Linked DNA regions of Oryctolagus cuniculus: region 2 is linked to region 1. The links are chromatin contacts, called in public Micro-C maps. All regions are on one chromosome and are shown on one strand. The core of a region is the stretch at or near the end of the contact, and the rest is flanking DNA. Distances in the headings are between cores, read along the strand shown.

What was found. A called contact is a pair of places that touch in the nucleus more often than the background predicts.
Region 2: a Micro-C map of ear pinna shows a contact between it and region 1, with 1.7 times the contacts expected there. The contact joins the promoter of STON2 here to the enhancer-like site in region 1. A contact is called at or near these places in 2 of 6 Hi-C or Micro-C datasets (ear pinna and an unstated tissue).

What each region holds. Positions count from the first base shown.
Region 1 is chr20:27,239,890-27,247,588 of mOryCun1.1, reverse strand. All of the region lies in intron 1 of STON2 (stonin 2), which reads left to right. Among named protein-coding and RNA genes, the nearest start is that of STON2, 38 kb to the left of the region's middle. Within about 2 kb of position 5,513, at least 1 of the 8 cell types and tissues checked has an H3K27ac peak or open chromatin away from gene starts, as enhancers often do. A contact at or near this core is called in ear pinna, where this site is marked.
Region 2 is chr20:27,278,045-27,285,832 of mOryCun1.1, reverse strand. STON2 (stonin 2) reads left to right here and starts at 4,001. Exons shown (of 7, transcript XM_008271961.4): 1 at 4,001-4,180.

The sequences.
Region 1 (7,699 bases), core at 4,264-6,763:
CATTTTTACTGGAACTCAGAGTGTCCTCCAAGCTTCTTCCTTTACCAGAATTCAATTCTAGTTTGGTTGTAGAATTATAGTTCCTGTTTAAAGATGCATTTATTAGGTTCAACTGGGTAATCTTAAGGTCAGCTGAATAATAATTTAACATCTGTAAAATCTGTTTTGCCATGTAATATAATGTAATCACAGGAATGGTACCAGGATGTGGAGATCATGGAGTCATGTTAGATTTCTGCTTACCACAGTTTAATTTGTTTTAGTTAGAGTTGCATTTAACCATGTGTGTCAGGAAACCCAATTACAGCAGCTTATACTCACAAATACATATATGTATATTTATATTTACAACAAACATGCATATAAAATAGAAAAATGGATGGATGTTGATGCTGGTTCACTGGCTCAGGGACATCAGGACCAATGACTGTGCCACTTGGCCTTTCATTTGGTTATTGCAGCTGCAGCTGTTACGACAGTATTCCAGAGAGGAAAAGGGGAAAATGAGAAGGATCAGGGCTGCATGAGCTACATCTGTGTCCTTCATTGGGCAACTAAAACAAAATGAAATAAAGACAAAAGAAAAATCTTCTGAGCAGAATTATAAGGCTACCTTAAAAATTTGTGGAAAATGGAGATAAAGGGGTAAGTTTTGTTGAAAACATGTTGACAGCCCTTATCTTGACTGTTGAGGAACAGTTTTTTTTTTACTTTTTGTGCAAATTGTTGAACTCTACTTAGTACACAGTTGGTCTTATGTGTATCAAGTTAATTGAAAATGTGTATCAAGCTGGCACTGTGGTGCAGTGGATTAACGCCCTGGCCTGAAGCCCCAGCATCCCATGTGGGTGCTGGTTTGAGACCTGGCTGCCCCACTTCCGATCTAGCTCTCTGCTGTGGCCTGGGAAAGCAGTAGAAGATGGCCCAAGTCCTTGGACCCCTGCACCCACATGGGAGACCTGGAGGAGGCTTCTGGCTTCTGGCTTCGGATCGGCCTAGCTCTGGCCATTGTGGCTATTTGGGGAGTGAACCGTTGGATGGAAGACCCCCCTCCCCCTTGGTGTAACTCTGACTTTCAAATAAATAAATAAATCTTTAAAAGAAAATGGGTCTTGGTGGAGAATGGGATTGGGAATGGGAGAGGGAGGAGGAGAGGTGGGAGTGTGGGTATGGTGGGAAGAATCACTATATTCCTAAAGTTGTACTTATGAAATTTGTATTCTTTAACTAAAAGATTTCATTGGCGAACAAAAAACATTTTGAAATCCATGCATTGTTTTTTTCATAATACACATTTTCCATGGCCTTTTTGAAGATCCCTTGTATTCGTGGGTTACAGAAATTTTCTGTCCTAAACTAAAACTTTTAATTTTCCACAAACTTTTTGTAGTAACTTCTTTGTTCTTAGCCATGTCTGTTTATGTCTAATTAGCCAGAAAATGGGTGAAGTGGTCATCTGCAGGTGTGATGGAGGCTGGGAAAGCAGGAACAAGAACCTCACCAATAGGGATCCATCTTCTAGAGTGAGAGGAAATTGATGTTGGCTAACACTACCTGCTATTCCTATTTGTTGGAAGACAGATGTGGTATAGTGGAAGAATGCAGAATGTAGAGTCTTGCAAGAGATTCATGATCCTGTTCCAACTCTGTCAAGGTTAGCTGTGCATTCTTGAACTAAGTATGGTCTCTGTGAGCCAGTTCCTTTACCAAGTGAAGGAAATATTTTCTTTACTTATCTCATGGTCACTGTTTTCATGAACTAATCGATGAAGTTCTTTGCATTCTGGACCTATATACTAATTGTAATTCTTGCCACTATTTGGTATAAATATAAGTCTGTATTTCATTGATTCAGGAGATACATGTATGTATAGATCTACTTTTAAAGACTTTTTACCTCTGAAGTTAGATGCATTTTACCATCTAAAGCACCTCAACTTCAATAAAATATTGTAGTAATATTTTGTTAAGCTTCTTGGAAAGCCTTGGAATTACACTTAGGAAATAAGGCCTTCATTGGGATCTAGAGTACTCTTATAGACTCCTAGGAAACTGATAGTCTCATGTTGAAGCATCTGAAATGATAGACTCATGGCTCTAAAACAAAGATGAAAAGAAATTATTCACACTAACTCCACACCTTTGTATTAGCAAAATACTAGTGTCCTCATTCCAAAGATAGGACATTGTGGTAAACCAAGATGCATTTCCACGATGGAGTAATCCTGTCTTTTCTAAAATTTCAAGGGATTGGAAAGTGTTCTGCAAACTAAAGCCTGACCTCCTATGAGGCCATTCACTAATGTGACACACTGTTTAGGGGCCAGGATGTCATTCAAGGTCACTGCCTCAGGAATGCACCAAAGGTCAGAAGCAATGCCTACCCTGTTTATTTTTTTTTAAAGATTTGTTTATTTATTTGAAAGTCAGAGTTACACAGAGAGAGGAGAGGCAGAGAGAGAGAGGGAGAGAGAGAGAGAGAGGTCTTCCATCTGATGGTTCACTCTACAGTTGGCCACAACGGCTGGAGCTGTGCCTATCCAAAGCCAGGAGCCAGGAGCTTCTTCTGGGTCTCCCATGCAGGTGCAGGGGATCAAGGAGTTGGGCCATCTTCTACTGCTTTCCCAGGCCACAGCAGAGAGCTGGATTGGAAGTGGAGCAGGTGAGACTTGAACCGGTACCCATATGGGATGCCAGTGCTTCAGGCCAGGGCATTAACCCACTGTGCCACAGCGCTGTCCCCCTAGCTTGTTTCTCTAGCCAAGCCTGGGTTTGATCCTTGAGTCTGAATGTGGGGCTATAGAATTTTTGGATATCAAAGCCATCAGGGTTATTTATTTGAAAAAAAAAATCACACAATAGAATATTTTAAAATTATAATCCTGGGATATACATGTACATAAAACTGTAAATATAGTCACATTATGTGTATGTGTATGCAGACACAGACACACACAAATATACACACATGCCCATACATGCGTAAAGGCACTTTAGAAAGGGAAAGGACACCTAGGGAGAGAGGAGTATGGTGTGTACATGTGATTGAACAAGAAAAAGAGTAGAGGTTAGGTCGTGTAGAATCATGGATAGATGCTGTCTATTGTTGGAATGTAGCATGTTCTTACTGGAGTTTTTTCCTCATATACCTTTGCTTTCAGGTAGAGATATTGATTCAACAGTAGTCAACCTAGTCAACCTCCTTCTTATTTTTTTTTTTAAAGATATATTTATGTATTGGGGCTGGTGCCGTGGCTCACTTGGTTAATCCTCCACATGCGGTGCCAGCATCCCATATGAGCACTGGGTTCTAGTCCCGGTTGCTCTTCTTCTAGTCCAGCTCTCTGCTGTGGCCTGGGAAGGCAGTGGAGGATGGCTCAGGTACTTGGGCCCCTGTAGCCGCATGGGAGACCAGGAGGAAGCACCTGGCTCCTGGCTTCAGATTGGTGCAGCGCCAGCTGTAGCGCCATTTGGGGGTTGAACCAACGGAAAGAAGACCTTTCTCTCTGTCTCTCTCTCTCGTCTGTAACTCTACCTGTCAAAAAAAAATATGTTTATGTATTTGGAAGTCAGAGTTACTCAGAGAAAGAGGCAGAGAGAGAGAGAGAGAGAGAGAGAGTGTGAAAGGGAGAGGGAGAGAGAGGGAGAGAGGTCTTCCATCCGCTGATTCACTCCCCAGCTGGCCGCAACTGCCGGAGCTGTGCCGATCCAAAGCCAGAAGCCGGAGCCAGGAGCTTCTTGACCTCCCATGTGGGTGCAGGGGCCCAAGGACTTGGGCCGTCTTCTTCTGCTTCCCCAGGCCATAGCAGAGAGCTGAATCAGAAGTGGAGCAGTGGGGACTCGAACTGGCGCCCAAATGGGATGGTAGCACTGCAAGCAGGGGCTTCACCTGCTATGGCACAGTGCCTGGCCCCAGCCTCCTTCTGTCTTTAATGAATGGAATATTTAAGTGAAAGAAGGAAAGAAAAGATTGAGATAAGAAGAGCAAACAACCATTGTCGCTCCTTTTTCTCTAGGAGCATCAAGACATCTATTATTGAAAATAATGTGTATGTGGGAGTGTGTGTGCACATTCTTCAGTGAACTCTGTTCAGTTCTTAATAAGACCTGTGTTCTTTTATAAAGGAAAGGAATGTGGAAAAAGGAAAGGGAAGAGAAATGGTATTCCAAGACTTTAAACTGATTTAGATCTTTCTCATGGGGGTAATGGGTCCTTCAAGGCTTTTGTTTATTCTAAGAACTTATGAAGCAAGCAAAATGATTACTTCAACTTCCTGATTAAATTGTTGTGGTTTTCTGTAGCCCACTGTGACAGAGGTCTCAGAGTATAAAATCATGCTTGTACATCATTGTACTTACTATGTAGAATTCTGAATGCATAGTTAATGCTCAGTAAGTTAGTTGAATATCTTGCCTTAGAAGAAAACTAAAGAAATCACATATTCTGTATAGTCTTACTTTTTTCCGTTCTTCCCATATTCCTAATTTTCCTTTTGACCTTTGGATGTTTGTCCTTGATCAGGAAAAAACCATGACCTTACTTGGGGTTTTGGGGTTGATACTAGGATCTAGTTTAAGATTGTTTCTTTGTAAACTCCAAACAGATGGCTGCATAATTTTTGCCAGTGACCTAAAAGTCCAACAAGTAGATACAGAGATTTTCAATAGTGCTGTCTATTTGAATGCATGTGGAAAAAAAGGATCATTTGATGCCCAAGGACTAATCAACTTCTTTTAAATCACTAGCCAGGCAATATTTTTTGTGTTATATAATGTAAATAACCTAATAAAATAGAACATTGTCCCAACTCTGTAGGAATGGAATTAATCTGTAAGGTTGTATGAAACCCTTCTTTGAGTCTTACATAATTTATAAAACTCCTATAAGTCTTCTAAGAAATTTCCAGGACATTAGACATTAAAGATTAACTGGACTGGTCTTTTTCTCTTTTTAAAAGTGAACACTAGCCAGAAAGAAATGTTCCAGAGGAGAACTTCCAATTCTGGCTATAACCAACCGGTAACAAACTGACCCTTCTCCAGTAAGCAACTGCAAAAGAGCAACACGTTTGAGGCAACAGTTTTCAGGCATTGTTCAATAGACAGCACGAGATTTCCCATCCTGAGGGGAGAAAATCTCCTGAGGTGAGCCCGTCAGACTATCACTGGGCTGGCTTCCAGTAGCCAGCTGCAGTCTAAGCCAAGCCCAGCAGTCCTGTTGAGCTGGGAGACAAAGATCAGAATTTGAAGCAATTGAAGCAGCTGGAATCTGCAGGACAGGGCATGTCTTGGTCTGCTTGTTGCTCTAACCAAGTACTTGCTGCTTGGTAATGTTTAAAGAAAAGGGGCTAATTTGGCTCAGGATTCTAGTGACTGGAGGGTCCAAACAGCAGAGCACTTTCATCCTGGTAAGGGCCCCTTGGCTGCATCACAATTACACTGGAGAAACAGAGAGGGAACCACTGCCCGCACCAACGGGCCAAGGCACGGGGTGGCCTCGCTTTATAATGATCCTGTTGAGAGATAGCGTTCATCCATTCACAAGCATGAGGCTCCTCTGATAAATTACCTTCCACTGGGTCCCTGCTTGTTAAAGTTTCTGCCACCACAAGGCCATCACACTGGAGACCAAGCCTCTAGCATAGTAAACCTTTGAGAAACAAGCCATATTCAAATCGTAGCAGGGTAACAGAGGAGACAGAGTTGTGTGGAGAAGGGGAGCTACGAACTGAAACCATATAAAGCTTATGAACGGCGGCCATTCCAGGATTGAGATTAGCACAGAGGTACTAGAAGTTAGGTGAAACTAAGGTACGTTGGTGATCCAGCCCAGGCACTGTTGGAAGACTGTTAATACCTTATTGGCATCTCAAGCATTTAGCTAAGATAGGAAGTCTTTTCCTTGAAGGTAAGGACAGTGTTCTCTAGCAAGATTTGTAGATTTTTGTTCTATAATGGGCCAGTAGTAATTATCATTATTATCATCATCATCATTGTTATTATTGACCAGCAATTATTTTTGTCCCAGTGATTCCTACAGTATTTGTTACAGTTATTCAACTATGCTGTTGTAGATCAAAAGCAACCATTGGCAGTGTATAAGCTAATGTGTGTGGCTGTGTGCCAATATGAGTATATAACTGTTTCCAAAAAGAGGCAGAGGCCAGAGTTAGGCTGTGGATGTGGTCAGACGATTCCCTTTATGGAGTAACGCTATTAAAGCTTAGAACCCAGTCCTGTTGAGATCTGCATGAGAGATAGTTTAGAAATTGAGTCATGCAGCAATTAGAGGGGCTTAGGAAAGAAATCAGTCTAGCAAAGTAAAAAACTAAGCTCAGGATGGGCAGCCAGTGTCAAACTTCTTGCTAGAATGAAAATCGTTGCTCTTCAGGTGAAAATTGGGTTCAAAATGTCTTTTCTGTATTATCAATAGCCATTAGGTATACAAAGAAATAGAAAAAATATTACTCATAGTCAAGGAAAAAAACAGTCAATAGAAACTAATATCAAGTGGCTGAGATGTTAGATATAGCACACAAAACCTTTAAAACAGCTATTGTGGCTGGTGCCGCGGCTCACTAGGCTAATCCTCCACCTGTGGCGCCGGCACACCAGGTTCTAGTCCCGGTCGGGGCACCGGATTCTGTCCTGGTTGCCCCTCTTCCAGGCCAGCTCTCTGCTGTGGCCAGGGAGTGCAGTGGAGGATGGCCCAAGTGCTTGGGCCCTGCACCCCATGGGAGAGCAGGAGAAGCACCTGGCTCCTGCCTTCGGATCAGTGCGGTGTGCCGGCCCCAGTGCGCTGGCCGCGACGGCCATTGGGGGGTGACCCAACGGCAAAAGGAAGACCTTTCTCTCTGTTTCTCTCTCTCACTGTCCACTCTGCCTGTCAAAAAAAAAAAAAAAAAAAAAAAAAAAAAAAAGCAAAAAGCTATCAAATTATTCGAAATTATTCGAAGAGCTAAAAAAAAATATTCTTACAACGAGGGAATATGTAAGCATCTCAGCAGAGAAAAAGAAACAAAATGAATCAAGTGAAAATTCTAGACTGAACATCTTGAGTAAGATGAAATGCACAGGATAAGCTTATAGAAGGGAGATGACAGAAGAATCAGTAAACTTGAAGACAGATCAATAGAAGACACAGAAAAATATTTAAAGAAACAGTGACTGAATTTTGCCAAATTTAGTGAAAACATTGTCATACATTTTCAGTAAATTCTATAAACTTTAAATAGAATGAGTTCTAAGAAGACCACCTCTAGATAACACCATAGTTAATTGCTAAAAACCGAAAATTTTGAAAGCAGTTGGAAAAAATGATACTTTATGTGTGGAGAATTAGGATCAGGTCCTCATTAGGAATGTTCAGACTAAAAGACAAAATACTGCTGAAGGCTAAGTTCTTTTTAAAAACTAGATCATTTTGGGGCCGGTCTTGTGGCACAGTGGGTAGGGCAACTGCCTGCGATGCTGACATCCAATATGAACACCTGTTCAAGTCCTAGCTGCTCCACATCCCATCCAGCTCCTTGCTAATGTGCCTGGGAAGGCAGCAGAGGACAGCCCAATTGCTTGGGCCCCTGTACCCATGTGGTAGACCAGGAGGAGGCTCCTGGCTCCTGACTTTGGCCTGACCTAACTCTGGCCATTGAAGCCATCTGGGGAGTGAAGCTGCAGATGGAAGATCTTTATCTTGGTT
Region 2 (7,788 bases), core at 2,752-5,251, 40 kb before region 1:
TTCAATTGGATAATATAGATTTAAGAAGAAATTCTCTCTGGGTTGCAAATGATGAGTGCATGAAGGGGGAGACTAGTCACATTTCTTTTTTATTTGAATGTCAGAGAAACTGAGAGACAGAGATCTCCATCTGTGGATTCATTCCCCAAATGCCCACAACAGCCAGGAATGGGCCAGGCCAGAGCTAGAGACCTGGAACTCAATCCAGGTCTCCCATATGGGTGACAGGGACCCAAGTACTTGAGTCAACATGTGCTCCCTCCCAGGGTGCCTATTAGCAGGAAACTGGAGCCAGGAGCAGAGCAAGGGCTTGAACCCAGGCACCCCGTTTGGTATGTGGGCATCTATAATTGCTGTACAAACACCTGTCTGACAAGTCACATTTAACAGCTTTCCACAGGCATAGAAAAGTTCCTCCATATTTTTATACTTTCAGCTGCTGCTCCTTGGCATTTAACTAGCATCTCCTCACTGACAATTTCAATACTCAGACTATGTGCTTTGTACATTTTTTTTTAGATTTATTTATTTATTTATCTGAAAGTCAGAGTTACATAGAGGCAGAGGCAGAGAGCAAGTGAGAGGTCCTCCATCCACTGGCTCACTCCCCATATGGCCACAACAGCAGGAGCTGAGTCCTGGAGCAGCTGGGACTCGAACCCACGCCCATATGGGATGCTGGCACTACAAGCGGTGGCTCCACCCACTACATCACAGTGTTGGCCCCTGAACATTTGTTTTATTCAGAGTTTTTTTTTTTTTCTATATTCACAAAGTTGTTAAACTATAACCACCATCTAATTACAGAAAATTTTCATCACTCCAAAAGAGAACCTCACTTCCATTAAGTAGTCCCTCCACATTAATCTTTCTCCCAACCCCTTAGCAACCATTAATCTGCTTTCTGTCTCTGTGAATTTGCCTAGTCTGGGTATTTCACATAAATAGAATCATATAGTATGTGGTCTTTTATTTCTGGTCTTTTTCACTTAATGTTTATAGGATTCATCCATTTTGTGGCAGGTATTAGTATTTCATTCATTTTTATGGCTGAGCAGTATTCTGGGATATGGTTCCACTACGTTTTACCTATCATCAGCTGATGGCAGTTAGGTTGTTTCTGTAGTTAAGCTATGATGAATAATGGTGTGTAACATTCAAGTAAGGTTGTGTGGCATATGTTTTCTATTCTTTTAGGTATATACCTAGGAGTGGAACTACTGGGTCATATGGTAACTTTACCTGTTGGAGGAACTGTCAAACTGTTTTCTAAATTAGCTGCATTGTTTCATCTTGGGCACAATGAAGAAAGAGTTCATTTTTTCTTTACCCGAAAGTGTCTAGACGCACCTATACACTATGCACTGCTGCACTGGATGGATGGTCATTTTGACTTCACCAAATATGCATTCAGCCTGGGACTTCAGGGTCCAGGATAGGTGTGTGGCCAGCCCTTAATGCCACCCTTTTGACCTTTCAAGGATTTTAGTCGGTCAATTCATGTCTTTGGAGTGTTGACTCTGTTCCACTTCTAAGCCAGGCATTGTCAAGTGAGGCCCAGTCTGGTTGGAAAGATGGCTAAGGAAAGAGAGCCCCAGAACGTGGCCGTTTGATGCTGCTGTGGTGGGAACGCAACCCAAGCAAGAGGTTCCCTACCTTTTTTTTTTTTTTTGGCAGTGAAGGCCTCAGCGAGAAAGGGCTATTTCAGCTGAGACTCGAGCATTAACTGGTGGTTGACAGAAAATAAATATGATGCAGGAGGCAGAACCAATGAAAGCATGACACAGAGGACTGGCCAGTACACAAGCGGTTCCTGACTTGCAGATTCCAGGACGGCTGTGCTGGGGTCCGATACTTCCTAACCTCATCATCCTCCTTTCATTCGTCCTCCTTGAACGGAGGGTAGAGTGATGCGACCGGCCTTGAGCAGTTTGACAAACCTGCTCTGGGCAGCCTCGTTCTCTTACTGAGGCAGCTTCTCTTCTTTGAGTGATGGGATGACCAAACTAAATGGAACTTCTGCTCCGGCAAAAGCCACAGCTATGGAAAGTGAACAACCAGAATTAACGGCGCATGGCTCCATGTGCTTCTGGTGCTTGGAAGGAGATGCCAGTGAGGCAAGTTCCCTCACCTGGTCTACATCCTACTGTGCCCTGGTGTTCCACCCAGGTGAGGCTCAACACATACCCTATCCGCGCTTTCTGTGGAACATGAAGCAACTCTTTGTCCACCGACATGAACTGAAGAACACTGAGCTAATTTCCTCCTAGTCATAGGCTCCTCAAAGCAAAAGTCTTTAATCTCACCTTAATGTAGGAAGCAGGGCTATTCAGATGTTAGGGTCAAGGTGGCTTTTGCTTGTGTCTTTAACTACTTGTGTACCAAGCCACATTTCTCACTCAAAGGCTTTGTCAATATAGGGGAATGAAACTAGGGGAAAACACTTTTAGAAAAATTGCTACAGGCCAGCACCGTGGCTCACTTGGCTAATCCTCCGCCTGCGGTGCCGTCACCCCAGGTTCTAGTCCTGGTTGCTCCTCTTCCAAGTCCAGCTCTCTGCTGTGGCCCAGGAGGGCAGTGGAGGATGGCCCAGGTGCTAGGGTCCCTGCACCCGCATGGGAGACCGGGAGGAGGCACCCGGCTCCTGGCTTTGGAGAGTGAACCAACAGAAGGAAGACCTTTCTCTCTGTCTCTCTCTCACTGTCTATAACTCTGCCTGTCAAATAAAAATTAAAAAAAAAGAAAAATTGCTACATATTTTAAGTTATTATGAGGGTACTTGAAAAAGCTCATGAACATGGAATTAAGGATAAGTCTGAGGAATGGGTGTTTGGGCTGGTAGTTACAGGCGTTGGCATCTCACATCAGAGCACTGGGTAGGTAGGATACTAGGTTCCAGCTCCTGACTCCAGCTTCCTGCTAATGCAATGATAGTTCTGGCTGGACCCCTGCCACCCATGTGGATTGAGTTCTGTACTCCTAGTTTCTACTGGGCCCAGTTCTTTCTGTTGCTGGCAACTGGGAAGTAAACTAGTTGTGTGTTTCTGTCTTTGTCTCTACATTTAAAATTTTTTTTAAAGAACTATGAGAGAAGTGATGGCAGATGGGAACTATAATTCCCCATACTTCCTCTTTGTTCTAACAAGTGGTGCCTCTCCACCGCTGTGTGGAGATTCTCCTGGTACGTTTTTCTGATGAGAATCCCTCCCAAACTCAGAACTAGTGTCGGTTTTGACAGCCTTGTCCTATATTTCTGAGGGGGCAGGGGAGGAGGGAGATGTCTCCTGGACGGACCAGTGCCTGGCAAGTAGAATGTGCCATGGAAATGTTAGGATCATTATTATTTCAGCCTCATTTCCTTGGCCAGGTACTAAGTTCTTCGCAAATGAAGATCACTTTCTGTCTCTCTCTCCCCCACAACACATAGCGCAGAGTTCTTAATAATTCATTGACATGATTAGGACCTCGGACAAGTCGCTTCCCCTCCGCGAGCGCTGGCAGGACCCCACAGCGACCGAGTGTGGTACAAGCTGAGCGAGTACACAAGCCTGCTTGGCCCCCAATATTTACAAGCTGCTGCCCTGAACCCCACGCCCGCCGCACAGCGAAGGGTCTCAGACACGACCATTTAGTCAAAGCCTTCAGCAGGGGTGAGGTCAGGGCCGCGATGCCCCCTGCGCCCGGAGGTCTCCGACAACAAGCCCGCGGGGCTGGGGGACTCTTGGGCAGCCCCCATTCCCCGCCACACCCGTTTCACGCGAAGCAACGCTTCCAGCTCCTGTCAGCGCTGGGACGACCCGCAGTCTTCTCCGCACAGAGTGGACCGGACACCGGCTTCAGCTTCGGTTCCGAGCGCCGCGGTGCACCGCGGGGCTGCAGCGTCCCAGGCTGGGGGAGCTGATCCCGACGGAGCCCCGCCCCCTCCCACCGCCCTGGCGCCCACTCTCCAATCAGGGCGCGGCTCGGGTGCGCGCCGCGGCCAATCAGGAGCGGCGGGAGCGGCGCCGGGAGCCGGTGGGCGCGGAGCGAGCCCGGGAGTCGGGAGCCGACGGCGGCGCTGCGGCCGGAGGCAGCGCAGCGAGAGCAGCCGGGCGGCGGGGTCCCCCGGGCCGGACGAGCCGGCTCTTCCACGGCGACTTCCCGGCCGACGCGTCGTGGGACCCTGCGGGCGGCGTTGCAGGTAACTGAGCCCCGAGTGCGGGCGCGTCCCCCGGAGGGGCCCCGCAGGTGGAGCTGGCTGGGGGCTGGCCGGCCGCGAGGTCCTAGCGCCGCGGGGCTGCTTGGCGTCCCCTTGCGCCCCCAGTGCCGCGGCTGGAGCCACCGGCTGGCGCCACCTTCCCGCCGGCTGCGGGCGTCCGGGATTGGGAGTGGATGAGGTGAGTCCGGTGAGGCGGGCAGGTGGGGGTGGGAGAGACACCTGCGACCCCCGCACCGGTACACGGCACTGTTTGCCACCGGGTGCCGTCCTCAGGGATCTGGATCGCCCTGACGGCTCCGCTGGGCCAAGTGAGGAGGCGACAACAGGTGTCTCCGGGGACGGTGCCTCTTCCCCCCACCCCTCGCGCCTGAAACTCCTGCTTGGCGTCGCGCCCCACCTTCGGGGTGTCCGGGACTGGACCCCCTCCTGGCCTCCCAGGCGCGCTGCCCGCTGGACAGCGCCCAGAGGCGGCCTGGACGCCGGGCGTTGGACGGAGTTTCTATGCGCGTTGCCAAGCGATTTGCCGGACGCCCGCCCCTCGCGGGGTTGTGGAGAGTTGAAGATGAGCCTGTGCGTGCGTGTGTGTGACCGTGGGTTTGTGGATGACTGCGTGTGTGTTGCTGTGTGTATGGCTGTGTTCGTGTGTGTGTTGTGTATGGCTGTGTGGCATCTGTGTGTGTAACTGTTGAGGTAACTGTGTGTGCACATGTGTGCCTGTATGGCTGTTGTGTGTGAGTGTGTGTGTGAGGTGTGTGTGTGGCTGTGATTGTGTGTATGGCTGTGTGTGTGTGAGGTTTGTGTGTGGCTGTGTGGCATGTGGGTACTGGGTAACTGCACATGTGTGACTGTATGGCTGGTGTGTGTGTGTGTGTGACTGTGAGGTTTGTGTGTGGCTGTGTGTGTGTGGCTGTGTGGCATATGGGTAACAGGTAACTGCACATGTGTGACTGTATGGCTGGTGTGTGTGTGTGTGACTGAGGTTTGTGTGTGGCTGTGATTGTGTGTATAGCTGTGTGGCATGTGGGTAACTGAGGTAACTGACTGTGATGATTGTGTGTTTTGTATGGCTGTGATTGTGTGTGTGACGTGTAACTGTGAGATAACTATGTGTGTATGGCTGTGTGTGTAACTGTGAGTAAGTCTGTGTTTGTGAGGTTGTGTCAGTTGTGTGTGTGTGGACACAGGTGCATGGGGACATGCTCTGCCAGGTACAGTTGCTACTGAGAGGAGCTGCCTGAGGGCTGTGAGTGAATCATTAACCTGGTCTTGAGCAGCTGCTGGCCGCCCTCCATCCCCCATGCTTCCTGCTGTGTGCCTCACTCTCTTAATCTGGAAAGTGGCGATAATAATTGCACTGGCCTGATAGCATTGTTTTGAGGATTGTGTGGGCCAGTGCTCACAACAATCACAGTGCTAAGTACTCAATAAATGCTGGCTTTTATTATTTATTATATGGAGTGAATGGTCTTTTAAAGACTGAATCAGACGCGTCCAAACTGGCCCGGCAACCACCTGGAGCTCTGAACAGCCTTCTACACTTGAAGGGAAAAATGCTGTTATTAATGTTACTGATGGTATCTTTTAAAGGTTATGTACCCTGAGGTGAGTGTTGGGGGTAGAAAAAGAAAAGCTGCTCCATTCAAATAGTGAGAGAGATAAGTGCATTCCAGCTAGAAACAGAGGAAAGCTTTGTAAAAATTAGTGTGCATGTCATGTAACAAGAATGTAGTACTTTTAAAAATATTCCTGTTTCACTAATATGGCTAATTTGGAGAAAAATATTTGAAAGTTTTTATACTTTCCACTTCTCCCTTAAACAAAGTGTGTGTGTGTGTGTGTGTGTGTGTGTGAGAGAGAGAGAGAGAGAGAGAGAGAGAGAGAGAGAAGGAGAGAGAGAGAGAGAGAGAGAGAGAGAGAGAGAAAGACTAAACCATAGGACAAAATGCCTGGAAGCCTCAAATTGCAGTTGCTACTTTTAGGTGTGGGTTCCCATGTCTGACCTGGGTGGTCTGGTTCAGTGTTCTGCCACTGTGTCATTTTCCTTTCCTTGTTTAATCTCAAGATGTAAATAAACATTTGGCCCCTTTCATTTTTTTCTTTTTAAGACTTGAAATACCAACATGTAACAGACCTGCTTGAAGTTTTGAACCCTCTGCTCCTTGCCTCCCACCCTGTAACAAACTCACAAGGACCTTCGCAGAGGTCCCCTAGGGGATATCAGTGGGAATGTCTCCCAATAGCCACCATAGCCTGATAGACAAAATGCCCCAGCTCTCTAGGGTGGCCAGCACCTTAGCCTGAGCCTTAGAATCTGTTTATCCACCAAGAAAATGATTACCTTCTCTGGGGTAAGAAAGCCACTCTCAGATGCAAATCTTTCAGGCTTCTTATTAATGAGACAGTCCTTTCAGTTGTTAATGAAGAGACTTTTACTTTCTCCAAGTGAGTGGAGGATCTGAAAGCTTGTTTGGGGAGTTGTAGAGCAGGGCAAAGACTGCAGAGTTCAGAGACACCTGGTAAGAGCTCTGGCTCTGACCGAGACCAGGAAACTTGGACAACTTCCTTCACTTTTCTGAGTCAAAGTCTCCCACTCTGTAAAATGTGGACTCACATTATTATTGCAGGTGTTTTTAGAAAGGTTGTTCTAAGGATTATGGAAAATTCTAGCACATTTGCTGGGGTTACAGTTCTGTCACATCTAGAGGAGATCCTAAAGGTGCGAGTGATCAGTTTTACCTAGGAAAGGTGAAAAGACTTGATTGAGGACTGACACTTGAGCTGAGTGTAGAAGGATGAGGATGTCTGTTGTCAGAGAAGGGTGAGATGGGATTGCAAGGAAGGGTGGCAGGGGGAGAAGACATTCTAGACAGCGCAATAATCACAGGTGCTATCATAGCCTATTTAAGTTAACAAACAACCGCCAAACCTCAGTGGTTTACAATAACACAAGTTGGTTTCCCACTTACGCTGCTTGTGCCATGTAGGTCAGGCATGCTTCTGCTCTTCACCTTGGTTCTGGGGCCCATGGAGACTTTTTAAAATTTTTATTTGAGAGGCAGAATGACAGAGAGACAGAGGGAGAAACAGGGATAGAGCTCAGCTCTTCTATCCAGTACTTCACTCCCCAGAAGCCTACAACAGCTGGGACTGGGCCAGACTGAAGCCAGGATTCTAGAACAACACCTGGGTTTCCTGTGAAGGTGGCAATGACCCAAGCGAATGGGCCACCATCCACTGCCCTCCCAGGCACACCAGCAGGAAGCCTGATTGTAAGCAGAGTAGTCAGAACTTGAACCAGCACTCTGATATGGGCATTCCAAGTTGTGGTTAATACCTACCCCACACTGAGGCTTTAAAAACAGCTTCTGTCTCTCTGGGACAGTGCTGATCTTGTTATGGCAAAAGGTGAAAGAGAAGAAAACTATGGCACTTAATGTCTGCTCACAAGTAGGAGCTGTCACCCTACTTTCCAAGATAAGTCCTATGACCAAGTCTGGGACATATGGGAAGTATATGCTTCCTGCAGAGAACAAGGTGTGTCTGAGGAGGAGAGAAGGTGCTGAGGAAACTAGTCAGGGAAATAACCCAGA